2 separate regions of the Pan troglodytes genome follow, and region 1 is linked to region 2. Evidence: chromatin contacts called from public HiChIP or PLAC-seq data. All regions are on one chromosome and are shown on one strand. Each heading gives the region's core, a stretch centred on a gene start, on an enhancer-like site or on the middle of the called end of the contact. The rest is flanking DNA. Distances are from core to core; before and after follow the strand shown. Region 1 overlaps KIAA2012. Region 2 holds the start of ALS2 (alsin Rho guanine nucleotide exchange factor ALS2).

Evidence for each region. HiChIP or PLAC-seq counts read pairs in DNA pulled down with a chosen protein or histone mark.
Region 1: an H3K4me3 HiChIP or PLAC-seq map of stem cell-derived excitatory neurons shows a contact between it and region 2, with 7 times the contacts expected there. The contact joins the enhancer-like site here to the promoter of ALS2 in region 2. A contact is called at or near these places in 3 of 7 Hi-C or Micro-C datasets (blood, induced pluripotent stem cells and stem cell-derived neural progenitor cells) and 1 of 1 datasets of contacts at active chromatin or transcription factors (stem cell-derived excitatory neurons).

The regions. Positions count from the first base shown.
Region 1 is chr13:104,197,653-104,202,079 of NHGRI_mPanTro3-v2.0_pri, reverse strand. All of the region lies in intron 15 of KIAA2012, which reads right to left. It also overlaps the pseudogene LOC107973653. Among named protein-coding and RNA genes, the nearest start is that of SUMO1, 68 kb to the left of the region's middle. Within about 2 kb of position 1,474, at least 8 of the 24 cell types and tissues checked have an H3K27ac peak or open chromatin away from gene starts, as enhancers often do. A contact at or near this core is called in stem cell-derived excitatory neurons, where this site is marked.
Region 2 is chr13:103,809,042-103,813,586 of NHGRI_mPanTro3-v2.0_pri, reverse strand. It overlaps ALS2 (alsin Rho guanine nucleotide exchange factor ALS2), which reads left to right and starts at 1,757. Exons shown (of 34, transcript NM_001079920.1): 1 at 1,757-1,819.

The DNA of each region.
Region 1 (4,427 bases), core at 225-2,724, 390 kb before region 2:
TGTGCCATGACTGTGCAGGCATCATACTGGGCAATGTGGGGAGCAAGGAGCCCCAGACCTTTGCATGGTGCCATCTTCCAGGCTGTAGATTCTGGTGAGTGGCACCACCAGGACTCCTGGGCACACACTTCTGGCCTCCCTGTTTTCTCCACAGTGTTAGGAGGAACTTTTCCAGCACTGGCTACTCCTCACTTCTTTGCACAGGTCAGGCAATCATTACACTTGCTCCTTCTGGAGCTGTTTATTCCTGAAGCTGGAAACTGCCCAAGGAAAAGTCTTCAAAACGGAACTGACCTGAACGGAACAGAACTGAACTAGATAACCACTAACACTGGGCAGACTCCAGTTACCCTGGTTTTAATAATTAGTTGTCATGCACGATTCTCTTGACTTGTAGGCCTCAGATTTCTTCATCTATAATATAAAAGAACTTTTAGATCACCTCCAAGATTCATGCTGGCTTAAAAAACATACTGCCATAATTTCGTGATGTTTCCCTGACTTTTTACTATTTCCTCTCAGAAACACAGGGATGGCATCACAACTCAAAGATTCAAGGACCATGGAGTCATAGAAACCTGGGTTCATCTCTCAGCTTCTCCACTTACTGGCTGTGTGCCCCTTGGGCAAGTTACCTAACCTCTTTGAGCCTCATTTTCCTCATCTGTGGAATAGAAACAATGCACTTTGCCTCATAAGGTTATAGTGAGGATAAAATAAGCTCAAAGTACATAAAGCACCTAGCATTACGTCTTGCTTCATAGTAAATGCCAAAAATGGCCAGGCGCGGTGGCTCACGCCTGTAATCCCAACAGTTTGGGAGGCCGACGCGGGTGTAAGCCCGCAAACAGCCTGGCGAAAACCCGTCTCTACTAAAAATACAAAAATTAGCAGGGCGTGGTGGCAGGCGCCTGCAATCCCAGCTACTCGAGAGGTTGAGGCGGCTGACTTGCTTGAACCTGGGAGGCGGAGGTTGCAGTGAGCCATCGCGCCACTGCACTCAAGCCTGGGCAACAGAGTAAGACTCTGTCTCCAAAAAAAAAAAAAAAAAAAAAAAGTAAATGCCAAAAATTACTTCCCTTTTCTCCACCCCTAAGTGGAAAATTGGCCAAAATAAAACAGTATCAATTAAAAAGTCCAATTGTTTGGGTGGCACTCCAGGGGTTTGCCTGCCTCCCTGCCTTCTCCCCAGGGACTATGCGTGCCTGCTTTTCAGATGTTTAGACCTTCTAGCTCTGCCAGTCTCCATCTCGGGATGGAGTCCATAGGAGGCCCCAGCGTTAGAGACATCACAAGCCACCACAGAGAGGAAAAGAAAAGACTAAAGGAGGCGACACACTCGAGAAGTGACCCTTCGGGGAGAGCCCGCCTGGGGTCTTGAGCTCACCAGCGAGGAGCTCCTTTTGTAAGGCCGGGACGACCTCGCGCAGCAGAGAGGCGCTAGGCAGAAGCCTCTCCGACGCCGCGGGGACCCGGAGCGGCGCTATTGAAGCCATAAACGCGGCAGGCCCCGAGAGGAGCTGCTCCCAGCGCGCCTGCTGCGGGGCCCCTGCCGCCGCGGAGGCGCAGATGCCGCAATGCTGGACCACTTTGGCCTCCCTCCCCGATTGGCCACACCTTTTTTTCCCTTTAAAAAAACTGCTTGAAGAATCTTTTCATTCATATTTCTCTAGTTGGGGTGTGTGTGTGTGTGTGTGTATGTGTGTCTGTGTATATGTGTCTGTGTGTGTGTCTATGTATGAATGTGTGTGTGTATATGTCTGTGTGTGTGTGTGTGTGTGTGTGTGTAGTATTTCTTTAAATCTCTATTTCCCCGGACCTTGCTGTTTTCTCCGGTGGGGGGCGAACCCTCTTTTTGATAGCTGTTAACATCCAGCATTAATCTATGCAGACAGCCTGGGGAGGTCAGCCTCACTGTTGCCCAGCTCTGCGACCAAGGATGTGGTACTTAACCACTCTGTGCCTCAATTGTCTCATCTGACAAATAGGGATATCAAGGCCTGCTTCTTTACAGGATTAGTATAAAAGTTAAATGAGGCACTTTACAGAAAATGCATAGCCTGGTGCCTGGCACACAGGGAGTGTGAACTGCTGCCTTCTCTTGATGTCTTCATCACAAATGGGTGAACGCAGTCTAGGTTCGTAAATGCCTTCCTTCATGTCAGCCATTACCTCCTACAGGAAGCCCTACCTGATTTCTCTCTATCTGGATCAGATTTCTGCCCCGGTCTGGATCAGTTGTCCTTCCTGTATTCTCTTAGAGCACTGATCACACTCCACTCACTGGAGCTGTCTGCACACATATCTGTTTCCTCCACCAAAGCGGGAGCTGCAGTAAGGAGTGTATTTTATCCAACCATGAAGGCTATGAAACTTAGTAGGGATCAGCAAGTGTATGCTGAGTGAATAATGGAAGCTTCCATTCATGCAGTCGGTGGTTAAAGACTTAAGACGGCCTGAACCTGGAGGCTGAACCATGGAGCTATCTCAGTGGTAGCACCGTGGATTCTGCTTTTCCCCTTAACAGAAACAGTTCCAATGTCACTGAATCACAGAAAGTGAGAAACAGAGATTGGAAGGTCAATTTTGTTATTTTCAGATCAGGAAGTGGAAGCCTCCAGAGGCCCAGAGGTTTATGGAGTCCTCATGCCATGCCAGAGAACCGTGGCAAAGCAGTGCTCCCATCTTGACCCATTGAGCTCTCACTCACTTGTTGCTGCACTGAGCCAGGGCTCACAAATGGCACAGGGATGGCCTCCTCCCAGGCTGTCACCTGAGGGAGGCTGGGTGGTAGAAGAGATTTATGTAGGACACAGTGAAGGTGGCAGACCGGCCTTCCCTGGAAGTGGGGGTGGGGGATGAGCTTGGGAAGGAGGCCCGGCCCCAGTCCTGGATCTACAGCCTACCACTGTGCAAGCCTGAGCGACTCATAGACGGCCAGAGCATGAGAATGGGATGGGGCCCTAGAGATGATCCATCCCGACCTCCTTGGTTTATGGGAAAGGAGACCAAGGCCCAGAGAAGCAATCCGCCCTTCCCTAAACTACAGACTTAATCAAAGGCACAGCTGGTAAAGGAATCCATGTCTTTTGAATCTGAAACCCAGTTTCCTCGATGAATAGATTTCAGTGTTTCCCAGACATCAGTGGGCATATGAATCACTTGAGGACCTTGTTAACAGGCAGGTCTGGGGTGAGACCCCAGATTCTCTTTTCTAATAAGCTCCCAGGTGCTAGCTAGAATGGGTCTAGATAGGTGGTTCTTACAAAAATCTCTGGTCTAGACTGCACTATGATGAAACGACTTGGTACACTAGCCACGAATTAGACCAGCCTTATCAGGTTAATGAGGGCATTGGCTGCTGGGACACTCACTGAGAAGCTGACAGAGCCAGTGTCCTCCTTCCCCATCAGCATTAGTCACCTGTTTTTTGTTGTTTTTGTTTTTTTTTGGAGACAGGGTCTGGTTCTGTTGCCCAGGCTGGAGTGCAGTGGCATGATCATAGCACAGCTCACAGCAGCCTCAAACTCCTGGGCTCCAATGATCCTCCTGCCTCAGCCTCTGGAGTGATGGGACTACAGGCATGTGCTACCATGCCCAGCAATTTTTAAAATTTTTTGTAGAGACAGGATCTTGTTGTGTTGCCTAGTCTGGTATCAGACTCCTGACCTCAAGTGATCCTCCTGCCGTGGCTTCCCAAAATGTTGGGATTACAGGCGTGAGCCACTGTGTCTGGCTGAAAATTGATCCTTAAATAGTTAAAAAAAATTCCTTGGCACTTCCTCTTCTTTTTTCTTCAAATACTTGAAATCCTTTCTGAACATTAGTGTTTATCATTCAGGACAGGAAAATGCCTTCTTTAATTTTCTGTGGTGATATTTCATTGCATTAAACATGGTCTGAATAACCTTTATGCAATCCAGCTGGTGCCTGCTCTTCCGTCATGAGACAGGAAATCTGTTTTGACTGACTTGGTCATTGCTTAGGTTTGGCCATGTTCTGTGTTGCCTAAAACCTCCATCACACTTGGCCAAGCCCTTGGAGCCCTGTCAGTGTTCACATTCTGCATGTGTGATTTATGATATGGCAGACCTGAAGACTGGAGCATGTTTCCCTGGCTAGTGTCACTCTGCCTTGAAAATGGAGGTGGTAAGAGCTCATGTGAACAGAAATCTGCTTAGAAGCTTAACCAAACCCAGGATCAGGCTACCATGATATATTGTTGTCTGGTATCCCCCAAACAACAAGCTCTTGTAAAATTAGTATAAAAATTAATTACTTTTGATTGGATGTCAACTGAAGGACATGGTAAAAGATATAAACAGAAAAAGATCAAGTTAAGGGTGAAATCCAAAATCTGTGACTTTACACATTTTTCTTTTTTTTGAGATGGAGTTTCGCTGTTGTTGCCCAGGCTGGAGTGCAGT
Region 2 (4,545 bases), core at 508-3,007:
GATCAGAGTATATTTAACCTCTTCAAATATTTTATAAAGTTTGTCTTTTTTCATCAACAGAACAAAGTCTTTCCTTTGGGGAGATTAGGGATCCTGAGTTCAGGATCTTCTAAGAAGAAAGAGGGAGAAGAAAAGGACTCGGTGAAAAGGAGCCGGGCTCGGTGGCTCGCGCCTGTAATCCTAGCACCTTGGGAGGCTGAGGCACGTGGATCAATTGAGGTCAGGAGTTCGAGACCAGGCTGGCCAACATGGTGAAATCCCATCTCTACTACAAACACAAAAATTAGCCGGGTGTAGTGGCGGGCACCTGTAATCCCAGCTATTTGGGAGGCTGAGGCAGGAGAATCGCTTGAACCTGGGAGGCGGAGGTTGCAGTGAGCCGAGATCGCGCCACTGCACTCCAGCCTGGGCGACAGATCGAGACTCCCTGTAAACAAAACAAAACAAATCAAAACTGGTTGCAGGTAGGTTTTGTGGTAGTGGCTGATGGGATTTGGGATTTAAGGAAATTCACCTCTAGTGGTCTCACTTTCCTCAGAGATGTAAGAGACAAAATTTTTTATTTTTATTTTTACCAAAGCGGGTGAGTGAGTAGAGTTCAGTAAGAGGTTAGAAGAGCGTGAGGGCTGGGAACAGCAGGGGAGGGGAATAGGAGATAATCTGAGTAGCAATGTGTAAACGTGACTGTCTTAGGCTCAGCAATATTGCGTAGTCGCACATGGAAGTCCCGACTGAAGTTGGACACTTTTCGTTCGCAGTGGTGCCAATTTTCAGGGTTGTGTGATTTTCTGCACCGATGCAGGAGTGTGCAAGGTTGGTTGAACTGTTGCAGACTAACAGTTTTGCAGGTGGGCGAAGGATCAGGGAGGAAATTGAGTTGAGGGTGTTGGTGAATAGGATATAGGAGTTTCAGAACCCGACTACACATCTGTCGTTGATGGTCTAAATATTTGCATGTTTGCAGGTCCAGCGATGGCACAATGCCTAGCAGCAGAAGGTTTCCACCCACTGTGCGACATGAGTGGCAGCCCTGGAAAATCATAAAATCATGGGAGGACTTGAGAGTGCAGGCTGGGTGGGGTGGGACTGTGGCTGCGAAAAACAGTGTTATGAAACTGCGCGGGACAAGAAAGCTGATTTTACTGATTGTATATTGGGGAGTACTACGGGAATCACTGGAGAGGCCACTTCATTTTCTCCTATCCCACCCCATCTTTTGGGGTTGCAACTAACCAGTAAGTTTACACATTGAGAATACAATGGCGAAACGGGGCCGCGAGGCGATGACGTCATTCGCGGGAGTTTGGGGGAGAAGCGACCACTGTTAGGGTACTGTCCATAAAGGCAATTTGAAAATATTTCAGCCTTTTTACTTTTATACTTCCGGCCCTTGCAGTTTGAGGTGGTAACAAACGACTGCTGCTCCCAACCACTTTCACCACTGCCTGTTACCATGGAAGCGCTCGGGTAGCTAGGCTTGGACGACTCTATTCTACGTCATCATCAAAGCGCATCTCAGGAATGATAGCTCCGCCCTAAACTAAGGGAGAGGCTGTGCTCCCAAGTACGTAGCCTGCAGTGCCTAACGCATTCTCAGTAATTTTGACCCCCAACAGACGCCGTCGACAGTCTCCCAAGAACAATTCCCAGGAGCTCGGATTCCAAGAGCCGCCCGCGCCCTCGTTTACCCTCGCTAGTCGCCCTGCAGCCCCGCCCTGTCCGGAGGCCCCGCCCTCCATGAATCAGCTGATCCCGCGGACCCACTGGGTTGCCAAGCTCGCGCCGGATGCGGAGCGCGGTGCTGCCGGTGGAGCTTCAGGTGAGCGAGCGTGGGTCCCGGGTTGGCTATTGGCTAAGGAGGGCTTATCGGCTGGGACCCCTTGTATGCGGAAGGCCGGGGACAGGGAGCTAGGCGGAGGCTGTGGTCGAGGCCGGAGAGCGCCCTGCGGGGGCCTGCGGAGACGGCGCCCGCATTTTCCCAGCTCTGGGTGCGATCGACTGCTCCTGCCGGTCCAGCAGCGCCCGAGGCGGCCCCTGCCTTGGCCCCAGGTTCTCCCACTTGCCCCGGTCTCTCCCTCGCCAGACTGGGCGCCGCTGCAGTGGTCTCAGCTGCGTGAAATTCCTTCAAGTCCCCTCTTCCCGCCTCCACCCACGCTGCCTTCCAGCTATTCATTCACGAGAATTTCTTGAATGCCCACACTAGGCGCTGAGCTGATAAACTGGGGTCCGTGGCCGGGAACCCTGCTGAGTGTCCCTGGCGGCCTTGCCACAGGGTGCAAATCGCGTTGAAGAGTGGACCAAGGGCTACTTGAAAAGGCGGTTGCGGAGAAAGAAAATGGCTTTGATAATAAGAATTAGTAGTTTAGGCAAGTCTTTGAGCCTATCAAGTAATTCATCAAGAGGAGAAGATAAGTTATTTTGAGAAGCGAAGCCAGAAAAATAACACAGGTCCTTGACGCTGGTGTTCGTCCTCGGATAATAGGGCTACTTTGGAGACAGGCAACAGTAGACTGGTAGAATCGTACTATTGCTTAAGGCTTTGATGGTGGAAGAGAAAAAACACTCTTGTTGAAGTGGCATATCCAAGAACAGTGCTTTCTTTCTGGTTTAGGATGGAGAAGGAACTGACTGCTGTACCCAAGTGAAGATCTTTACTCAGTTACCCTTATATTTGGCTATATGGAATAAAATTGTGTGATATGTTTATTCTGAGCAGGTACAAAACTTCAGCAAACCTATTGGTCCCACATTTCCCCCCCCCCCCCATTTATCATATGATTTGGAGTGACCGGTTGACCTTTGAATTAATGAATAATTTAAAGCAGTGAAAAATTTGTTTTTGCAGTAAACTACAGTGTTTTAACCTTGATAACATAAGCATAGTGGTTAAGAGTCTAGGCTTTGTATCTGAACATACCCAGAGTCACATCCATTTACATCTTTGATTTTGGGCAAGTTATTTAATCTCTCTGCCTCAGTTCTCTTGTCTCTAAATTGGGGATAAAAATGTTTTCCTGATAACAGTACCTTTACATGTAATGGTTCATGTATCGTATTTATTACAGTGCCTGTTTTATGGTAAATATTCAATACATATTAGCTGTTTTTATAGTTAATTCCACCCACTACATCATGATCCAAACTGACTCTTTTCTTAAGTGATGGGGAAGGGAACTGAATATTTTAAGGAAGTAGCTATAAAATATGATTTCAAGTTGTTCTGTAGTAATTTTGGTGTTCCATAAGGACATTTTAATGTGAAAAAGATACTGACAGAATCTATACATGGTTTGAATTTATTAGTTTCTAAACTATGACCAGTATTAGCAGATTTAAAATTCATAATTATAGCAAGAAAACGTCAAAGTTGTTTAATAGTGTTAAAATTTGAAACTGTAATGATCCAGAAAAATGAAATACCAAACCGATAATTTTGGGAAAAAAACAAAACTTGAGTGGCATTATGCAGGCTATTTACTTTTTAAATGTACACAATATAAACAGGAATCCCTTCTCTCCAAATTTCAGTTTTTCAGAATTTGGGCTGTCATTTGAAACACTTACTTTGGGCACTTTGACTGTTAAAGAAGCAAAGGGTATGCTAAGAACTTCAATGAGTCTTGATGTTAGTGTTTTTGTAATTAGGTGGAATCTCCTACCTTTTCATGAAAACTGTAGGTTTAAAGCAGTAGCTGCTGGGTCCATTCTAATGATAATCTCAAAAATGTGACTGACTTGTAAAAAACTACAATTATTTATTAATGTGAGACTAGGTAAAGTATGAGTTGAAAAACTAGGAAGAAAGGCAGAGTGGTGATTTTTAAGCTTGTATAAAGGAAGGCCCGCTTTGGGTACTATGAGGTACCTTTCTCACTCAGAGGCATGCTGTGAGGATTTGTGACTTTTAAATCATTTAGCTCTTTTTATAACTTTGTGGAATTAAATCTACCACGTATTTCAAGTGTATTCAGGATATGAATTTTCCTGGTAGAGTTTTAACAGATTTTTTTCTCTTAACCCGTCATTGATGACCAAACAATTTTGTTGTCTGTAATAAGAAAGTACTCGGTTTTGTAGGGTGTCAGTCCTTAAGAAAATGTTAGGTAGTCATCAATAAAATAGCAACAATCTCTGGCTTGTTTCTTTTTCATATTGCATTTAATTTTCCTTTCCCTGTCTCTTATTCGTCTGTATATGTGATGGTGCTTTCTTTAGCTTATGTCTTGATGTTTGCCTGCATGTAGCTGAACTGATTGATCCAGGTGGGTAGAGGAAAACATATTTAAATTGGTAGTTTTTGGAGCTATTGTATACTTCTTTCAAATTTGAAGAAAATTTACAGTTTTCTCAATACCTATGAGAAAAAGACTGGGGTTTGTTGGCAGAGTTTCGCTTAGCTGCTAGTGAATTATGTCCAGAGAGAAGATCAGCTTTCATCTCATTAATTCCACAAATTGATCATCTCATGTTTCCCTTAATTATCACGTTTTAAATATTTTTCTTTTGAGTCATCACACAGTTCTTCAGTTCACATGGCCTCCCTAT